Regions from separate parts of the Mus musculus genome. Here regions 1 and 2 are each linked to region 3. A link is a contact called in public promoter capture Hi-C data. All regions are on one chromosome and are shown on one strand. The core of a region is the stretch at or near the end of the contact, and the rest is flanking DNA. Distances in the headings are between cores, read along the strand shown. Region 1 holds the start of Cyb5r1 (cytochrome b5 reductase 1). Region 2 holds the start of Kdm5b (lysine (K)-specific demethylase 5B). Region 3 holds the start of F730311O21Rik (a long non-coding RNA gene).

Evidence for each region. Promoter capture Hi-C pulls out the DNA fragments that hold promoters and counts their contacts.
Region 1: a promoter capture Hi-C map of pre-B cells shows a contact between it and region 3, with 6 times the contacts expected there. The contact joins the promoter of Cyb5r1 here to the promoter of F730311O21Rik in region 3. A contact is called at or near these places in 2 of 39 promoter capture datasets (liver and pre-B cells).
Region 2: a contact with region 3 is called in a promoter capture Hi-C map of liver, with 6 times the contacts expected there. The contact joins the promoter of Kdm5b here to the promoter of F730311O21Rik in region 3. A contact is called at or near these places in 3 of 39 promoter capture datasets (liver and pre-B cells).

The regions. Positions count from the first base shown.
Region 1 is chr1:134,404,344-134,407,323 of GRCm38.p6, forward strand. Cyb5r1 (cytochrome b5 reductase 1) reads left to right here and starts at 1,438. Exons shown (of 9, transcript NM_028057.3): 1 at 1,438-1,710; 2 at 1,970-2,119; 3 at 2,256-2,328; 4 at 2,703-2,809. The coding sequence starts at 1,696.
Region 2 is chr1:134,558,711-134,561,652 of GRCm38.p6, forward strand. Kdm5b (lysine (K)-specific demethylase 5B) reads left to right here and starts at 1,468. Exons shown (of 27, transcript NM_152895.2): 1 at 1,468-1,832. The coding sequence starts at 1,629. It also overlaps a transcript of Mgat4e not described here.
Region 3 is chr1:132,340,546-132,343,345 of GRCm38.p6, forward strand. It overlaps F730311O21Rik (a long non-coding RNA gene), which reads left to right and starts at 1,385. Exons shown (of 4, transcript XR_878527.2): 1 at 1,385-1,522; 2 at 1,766-1,856.

The DNA.
Region 1 (2,980 bases), core at 188-2,687, 2.1 Mb after region 3:
ACAAATCGTGGTGTTATTAACGACATAATTCTTGCTTAGGCTTTGCTAATTCTGAGGTTGATAATTCTCCTTTAGGAGCTGCACAGCACTCAGAACTGTGCATACTGGTTTGTGATTGTACAAATTCAGTATGGGCACCGCTTGGTGCAGAGATACTTACTGCAAGGGAAGGTCCGGCTTGACCATTTCTGAGTTTCCTGTGAGATAAACCCGGTTTGAAAGAGGTTGGTACCAAATTTTGGTTAAAAATAAAAAATATTCTCCGGCTCTACCTCGCCTCCCCAAAAGGTACCAAGAGCCACATGTGTGGGTTTTACCCACGGGAGGAATCGGGTCCATGTCCACCCAAGCCAAGGTTAAAAGCCCACTCATCTACGGATGAGAAAATCATTTGATCACCTCAGTTAAGCGTTGCCTTATTTAACTTAATTAATAGGGGGGAGAGAGATTGGAGACGTACTATTGAAAGGGCAAGCCCTTCACTGCCTCCCACCCAAATAAAAAGGCCAATTGGCCTTGTACTACAAGAGCCGGTCACTCCTTCTCCCTGTTTCCCACCTATCATCCAAAAAAGCGGAGAAATATCAACTTAGTGTTATTATAGTGTATTTCACATTTGTTCAGTCAAACTTAGCCAAAGTTCCAACGCCCTACTTAAAATTCAACTAGAAAGTTACCTACCAAGTACTAATTAGCATTATAAAGTCAGAGCCTACAGCTCCAGGCTTTTCAGTTAGTTGTTCACTAAGATAAGAAAGGACAGTCTTAAGCCAGATACAGTTTACCATAAGAAAGGTTATAGAATCCCAGTGAAGCAAGTTTTTTTTTAGCCCTAGATTCCAGGCAGAACTATTGAGCATAGATAATTTTCCCCCCTCAGGCCAGCTTTTTCTTTTTTTTTTAATTTTGTTAATAAAAGGGAGGAGATGTAGTCTCCCCTCCCCCAGCCTGAAACCTGCTTGCTCGGGGTGGAGCTTCCTGCTCATTCGTTCTACCACGCCCACTGCTGGAACCTGAGGAGCCACACACGTGCACCTTTCTACTGGACCCGAGATTATTCGGCGGGAATCGGGTCCCCTCCCCCTTCCTTCATAACTAGTGTCGCAACAATAAAATTTGAGCCTTGATCAGAGTAACTGTCTTGGCTACATTCTTTTCTCTCGCCACCTAGCCCCTCTTCTCTTCCAGGTTTCCAAAATGCCTTTCCAGGCTAGAACCCAGGTTGTGGTCTGCTGGCCGGACACAACAGCTAGGCATTTCAATTGTCTGGCAAAGTAGCCTGTTTGGGGAAGAAAAAAAAAAAAAAAACAAGAACTTTCATCTGAAAGCTTCCTGTTCTATTTTAAGCCTGTGCGTGGCTCAACATTCCACTCTCCGTGAGACTCTCAGACCGGCGAGATTTCTCATCATGCTAATTAGCCTGGCTCCATGTCAGACAAAACTGTCATCCTTTGGGGTAGGTCTAAGTTGCAGAGAGAAGAAAGCTCTCAAAAGGAGGGCCTGAGACGGCCAAGATACCCACGCCCTTGGACCACCTACTCCGCACGGAAGAGGGGGGGGCATAGTCCCCGCTAGTCCTGCCTCAGTCAGGCCCTCCTCCATAGACCACGCCCCGGAGAGCTCCGCCTCCGGGCCCGCCCCGCGGCGCATTGTGGGATCTTTCCGCCCCACCGGAGCGGGACGCACCTCTAGGTCATGGGGATCCAGCCGGTAAGACCCTCGTTCTGTGCCCTGAGCCCGGGGTCACCGCCTCAGCTGGTTCTGGGCAGTCTGCCCCGCGGGGCTGTGCCATACCCACCTTGGATGCTGGAGTCTCGCTGCACGAGCTGCGGGCTGAGTTCACTGCTCCGCTTGCTTCTGAGGTTTTGGCATGCTTTCTCGCTGGAGCTCAGGATCGCTACTCCTGGTCCTCCACCCACACCCTGGCACTTCCTCAGCGTGGCGATCACGCTTCCTCCTCTATCCACAGAGCCCGGTCTTGCTAGCCTCTCTGGGGGTGGGGCTGCTTACTCTGCTCGGCCTGGCTCTGGGTACCTACTTGGTTCGAAGATCCCGCCGGCCGCAGGTTACTCTCCAGGACCCGGATGAGAAGTACCTGCTGCGATTGCTAGACAAGACGGTAAGTTGTGAAGAAGTGGGCTAGGGCAGAGAGTGGATACTTAGTTTGAGGGATAGCATCGAGAGTGGTTGGATTGCTCCAAAAGACTTGGCAGGCCAGACCTGCCTGATGAAACATCTTGTCATCTATCCTCTAGACAGTGAGCCACAACACCAGGAGGTTCCGCTTTGCCTTGCCCACCGCCCACCACATTCTGGGGCTGCCTGTGGGTAAGAAAAAAGGGAGTGGGCTTCTCTACTTGGCATCGTATGAGGGCGAGTCACTTCTTAGGTGGTTTTCCTGCTAAGAAAAACCATTGCCCTTCTGTCAATCCTTCAGCCCATGAGGGACCACTCTTTTAGGGTGTGGCTTCTGTGCCCCTACGCATCTCTAACCTCCAGGCTTCTCTCTTTCCTTAGGACTTATTATAACCCGCCTCCTATCCCAGAAAACACTAATTTTCCATTATGCAAATCCTCTGCTTACCTGCTGCTGCTAAGGCCCTGGCAGTAGGGAGTTTCAAAGGTGGGAGGAGGCAGGAGATACTGCGGAGGGGTCCTCTCAGTGGGACTGCAGCTTATGTGTCTCTCTCCATGGTTCCCAGGTAAGCACGTCTACCTCTCTGCCCGAATTGATGGCAGTCTGGTCATCAGGCCTTACACCCCTGTCACCAGTGATGAAGACCAAGGCTATGTAGATCTTGTCATCAAGGTAAGTATATAGAAAGGAAATCTCCGAGCTGGGGGGATGGCTGGGTTGTTGAGTAAAGCACTTGCCATCCAAGCCTCAGTTTGGACTCATGTAAAAGTTGAAATCTCAGCATGTCTCTACTGGAAAATGGGAAATGGGTATCTGAGAATTATTAGAAACTCAGAGTTTGGG
Region 2 (2,942 bases), core at 218-2,717, 2.2 Mb after region 3:
CATTATGCAGGTCTGGCTGGCCTGGAACTTTGTGTAGGATTAAAGGTGTGCGCCACCACATCTAACTTCTAACTCTTTCCATTTTTAAGCTGAAGAACCATGGTCTCTGTGTGATAGGATATATCTGTAATCCCAGCGTTTAAGAGGTAGAGGCAGGAGGATGATCAGGAGATCAGAGTCATCTTTGGCTATGTAGAGAGTTCCAGGCCAGCCTAGGTCACATTAGTCCTATTAAAATCTAAACCCAGAGGCTGAGTGATGGTCTATTCTGAAGGGAGGGCTGTGGAGCCACTGATCCTTCCTTATACAGTGGCAGGCAGTCTTTCCACGAGTTTGGTTGCTTTCTAGATTAAAGAAATCGCCGGGCGGTGGTGGCACACGCCTTTAATCCCAGCACTTGGGAGGCAGAGGCAGGTGGATCTCTGAGTTCGAGGCCAGCCTGGTCTACAAAGTGAGTTCCAGGACAGCCAAGACTATACAGAGAAACCCTGTCTCGAAAAAACAAAACAAAAAAAAAAAAAAAGAAATTATGTTTGTGTTCAAGTTCTACTTATGACCTGACTTTTTCTGGGGCCATCCCCCATCTTTGGATTTCATGGTTACTTAACCTCTCAGCTCTTCCATTGCTTCCTCTGAAACACTCTGATCTCTTTCTTTCCTTCAGACCTGTTGTACCTTTTAGCCTGTTGAAAATCTTTGTAGCAGAGACATCTCAGGCTCAGCCTGTTCAGGGGTGAATACATCTTCCCTAGAACATGCTCATGGATGCTTGTCCCAGGGATGCCATCTGTCAGACCCTTAGTACGCTATTCTTCTGGTCCCGTCCTAGTCTAACTTTTATTTCCTACAATTTCACTTTAACCTATAGCGCTGCTGAATTTATTTAGGCCCCATCATTCCTTGATTGGATTATTTCAAGATGCTTTTGCTCAAGTCCAACCTTGTATATGTGTAGATTTCTGTGCAACAACCCTACTTTCCAGTAAATAGACTGAACTGTTGGATTTGGTCAAATGCTTAATCCCCTCACAGACTAAACAATCCCGAAAAGCACTTGCACTTTACACAGTGTCTAGGATAAGCAAGTGCTCGAAGAGTTATTGCTCTCCTCATTACTCTATGTGTCTGTCCTTGCTGCTCCTTGTGTTCAAGGTGTTTTCTCTACCTGGAGAATCCTCCAATTTCAGTACTCTGCTTCTCGGGTTTTACTAAGCAAATCTTTCGTGCCAAAATATATGACGTGATTGATGGATTGTAACTCTGTTCTCCCTACTAGACTGTTAACTTCTTGAGAGGAAGAATTCTGAAACTTCAGAGGTTAACTGAAGCATTAAGGATAAACATCCCAGGCGGAAGGCCCCTGCCCCTCCCGGCTAGGGGGCGGGGCGAGACCTGGCTCGGGGTGGCAGCAGGGACTTTTTTCCTCGCCGTGGCGGCGGAGGAGCACTGCGTGGGGTAGCGGCAAGACGTCGTCGGAGGAAGGCTGAAAAAGCCCTAGGTGTTGCCGTTGCTAGTAGAAGTCGGACCTGTCGCCCGAGCTGTGCGTCTGCACGGGTTTCGGACGGAGCGGAGCTCGCTGCCGCGGTTGCGGAGCCTGCCCTGTGCTCGCCCCTGCCCAGGTCGCGGTGATGGAGCCGGCCACCACGCTGCCCCCAGGCCCGCGCCCGGCGCTGCCCCTCGGGGGCCCGGGCCCGCTGGGAGAGTTCCTGCCTCCCCCCGAGTGTCCGGTCTTCGAGCCGAGCTGGGAAGAGTTCGCGGACCCCTTCGCTTTCATCCACAAGATCCGGCCCATAGCCGAGCAGACTGGGATCTGTAAGGTGCGGCCGCCGCCGGTGAGTCAGCCAGCACCCCGGATCCTGCTCGCGGCTGGGGGAGGGAGCGAGGACGCGCGGCCCGGGAGGCCGGAGGCGCGGGGGCGGGGAGCGGTCGTCCCGCGGGCCCGGTCAAGTTTGGGGTGGCTCCGAGGGTCGGAGATGCGGCGGTGGGAGGAAGGCGCGGGGGCCCCCGTCCCGGGTGGGATGTGGGCCGTGAGGACCGCGGGCTCCGGCGGGGCGGCCGGAGGGGGCTAGGTCGGTGCGGCTCCGGGGGCTGGTGCGCTGCACCGCCCGGCAGCGGTGCGGGCTGGAGTGGTTGGCAGCCGCCGGGGTGGTCGCTGGGGAGTCCTCCCGAGCCCGGCTGAGACGCGGGCGCGGAGGCAGGGCTCTGGGCCCGCACGGCTCCGTGGCTGGTCCTCGCCTCCTTCTCGGGGTGCGGGGGTGTGTGATGGGTGGGGGTGGGGGACTTGCGAGTTGTCGTGTGAGGAGGAAAGTTTTCAATATGGCGGCGGGAGCCCCTGGTCCTTTGTGTGGTGGCGGCGTCGGCCCGAAGCTGCCCTCACCTGAGCGCCCCACCCTCCGGACCCGGGTCCCCCACCACCACCTGGTCCCTCGGCCTCTGGGAGTCCCCAGGGCGAGCTGGGCCAGGGGGCGGCCGGCGCTACTGGGGGAGGGGAGGAGCCGCTGGGCCGGTCTGGAGCGGCTGGTTGAGTGGTGGTGGGGGTGCAAGGGTCGGGGTGGGGGGACGACACTTTGAGGATGGTGGGGGCAGGCCAAGCGGCGGGGGCCCTGATGCTCGCAGGTCCTGGCGGACGCTCCCACACGGACTTGGGGCCGGACTGCTTTGCTCCCGGCGCGGGGGGGGGGGGGAGGCCTGGCTGGGGCTGAGGTGGAGAGGCTGTGCTTGTAGGGGAGATGTCAGACGAGCTCTTGGAGATTTCATCCTGGTCCCTAGCTTTCCCTACTCGGCCTTCCCGGCGGGGGCTCTAGCGCCTCGAGCTTGGGGGGCTCTGAGGGGTGGGGTGTCCCCAAGACGGCCCTAACGGCTGCAACGTCCGCGGAGAGCCCGGCCCACTCCTTCCCCGTCCCCGTCCCCCTCCCCGTACCCCCTCCCCCCGCAGCCGGAAC
Region 3 (2,800 bases), core at 135-2,634:
AAAAGAATATATAAAAAAGAAAGAGAATATTCACATGATTATGCTGAGTATGGGACTGGAGAGATGCTGCAGCCATTAAGAGCGCTTGTTCTTACATCAGACACAGGTTCAGTTCCCAGCACCTACGTGGTGGCTCACAACTGTCTCTAACTCCAGTTCCAGGCAATCTGACACCCTTTCCTGGCCTCCAAGGGCACCAGGCACTCACATGGTGCATACACTCTCTCTCTCTCTCTCTCTCTCTCTCTCTCTCTCTCTCTCACACACACACACACACATACACACACACACACACACACACACACTCACACACACACACACACACACACACACACACACACGCATTCACGCACGAGAGAGAGAGAGAGAGAGAGAGAGAGAGAGAGAGAGAGAGAGAGAGAACATGCATGGATATTCATGTGGGTAGGTGGATGTCCATGCCCATGTTTAAGTATGTGGAGACCTGAAGATTGGAGTTTTGACTATTGCTCTCTTCCCTATTCCCTTAAGACAGGGTTCTCACTGAACCTGAAGTTAGGCCGGCAGCCAGCAAGCCCCAATGATTCTCCATCTGCCTCCCACAGTCCGGGTGTTATAGGGTCACAAAGGCACACCCAGCTCTTTACGTGAGTGCTTGGCATTTGAACGCAAACCCTCATGCTTGGAAAGCAAGCAGTCTTGCTGTCTGAGCTGTTTCCCCAGGACCCTAAGTCTATGCTAAGTATGTGCGCTTCCACCAAGCTACACTACCAAGCTACACCTTTAAGTCCAAATGACTTTTGTTCTGATATAGAAGGGGAGATGTTTAACTAGAATTTTTACCCAGTGTCTCCCTCAAACTCAAAACTGAGTAAGTGTCCTGTATTTTCGTTTTCCCAATCTGGAAATCCTAACATCAGGAAGATTGAGGTTAGACAATAGGAAGATCTTGGGCTATTGCCTTGGGCTACTGACCCACAGGATGAGAGAATCTCCCATTCTGGACAGCTTTAAAAAGGTGAGTGTGGCAAACTGGAAGATGGTAGCACACACCTTTGATGCCAGCACTCAGGAGGCAGAGCCAGGTGGATCTCTGTGAGTTTGAGGCCAGCCTGGTCTACAGAGCAAGTTCCAGGACAGGCAGGGCTACACAGAGAAACCCTGTCTTGAAGCACAAAACAAAACAACAAACCAAACCAAACGAAGACAAAACTGAGTGTTCCCAGGACCTAGTGGGAAGCCTTTAGACATTTAGGGCTATCTTTACAGCCAAGAGACTCATCTTCTGTAGCTGAGCTCAGGAGGATTCACATAAAACACAGGAAGTGGTGGAAAGTGAACGAGATTATCAGTGGAGTTCCTGCCAAAATGAGGAAGTGACACTGGGTGGAGGCAGGGGACGCCTGAAGTCCCCAGAGAGGATGTCAGAGCAGGAGGTGCTGAGATCATCTGGCTACCCCACCCCCCTCACTTTGGGCCAAGGGGGGTGGCTGAGGGTGTGGAGCTGTGGGGTGAATCTGGAGGGTTGGGTGAGCCTCAGCAAGTAAGTATAGCCGGGGCAGCAGGAGTTCAGGCCTTGGGAGAAAAATCTTAAGATATGTATTTGGGGGTAGAAATGACCCCCCAAAGGGAAAGAAAGGTGGCCTCAGGATACTCAGCAGAGCAGGGGCTGATGTGAGTCTCTAGGGTCACCATAGGGAGCTCTGGGGCTCTCAGTCTGGTAAGAGAGACAGGTGTGCCCTAGAAATCAGGTCGTCAAGCATGCTTTGTTTTCTTCCTCCTTTAGTGCATACTGGGTGTGGTGCTGAACCCCGGGAGTCCTGAACTAAACAGAATATACACTGCCCTTCAAAGCCTGGAGGTCCAGGGGAGGAGAGGTAAGTAAGTCCTTGTGAAATTGTAACTTTTATAAGGTGAAGGACTTCTTGTTTCTCTTTTTCTTTCTTTTTGGTAGATAGGCTTATAGCTTGTGCTGGCTTTGACCTTGACCTTATTCTGTAACTGAGAATGACCTTGAATTCTCGATCCTCCCCAGCTCCCCCTCACAGGCGGGCATTCCCCCATCATGCCAGGTTTCTATAGAGCTAAGGACCAAATCTAGACCTTTGTTTTGGGTCACTGACTCCCTTCCTTGGTGAGAGTTCAGATGTCATTCCTGTAGTGCCCCTCCACGAAACTCCATCTTTAGACCCTACTGGGTGCTGTCTGCTACCCTACTGGGTGCAGATCTTTGGATAGGTAAACACTCTAACAACTGGATAACAGCCACAGCCTGGGCTGGACTTGAATTTGCCACCATCCCCACACCTCTGCCACCAGAGTGCTGTACCAACAGCCTAGGCCAGCCTGCACAGGAGTCAAAGGTCACCACCTGACCCCAATGTACCTCTCCAGCTGCTGCCTCTGTCCCCCACACTGCTTGCTTGCTCTGTGGAGTAAAGTAAAATTAACTGGCTAAACTGGGTGTGGTGGAGCTCACCTTCAATCCCAGTCCTTGGGAGGCAGAGGCAAGCAGATCTCTATGAATCCAAGACCAACCTGGTCTACAGATTGAGTTCCAGGACAACCAAGGCTATACAGAGAAACTGTGTCTCAAAAATAAATAAATAAATAAATAAATAAATAAATAAATAAATAAATAAATAAATAAAACAAATTAGCTGGCTTGGAGAATGACTTAAAATAAGAATAACTTAATAGCTTTCTTATTGTTGGGTTGTTTTTGTAGCCTTGTCTGTGCTGGGACTCACTCTGTAGATCAGTCTGGCCTCAAACTCACAGAGATCCACCTGTCTCTACCTCCCAAGTGTTGGCATTAAAG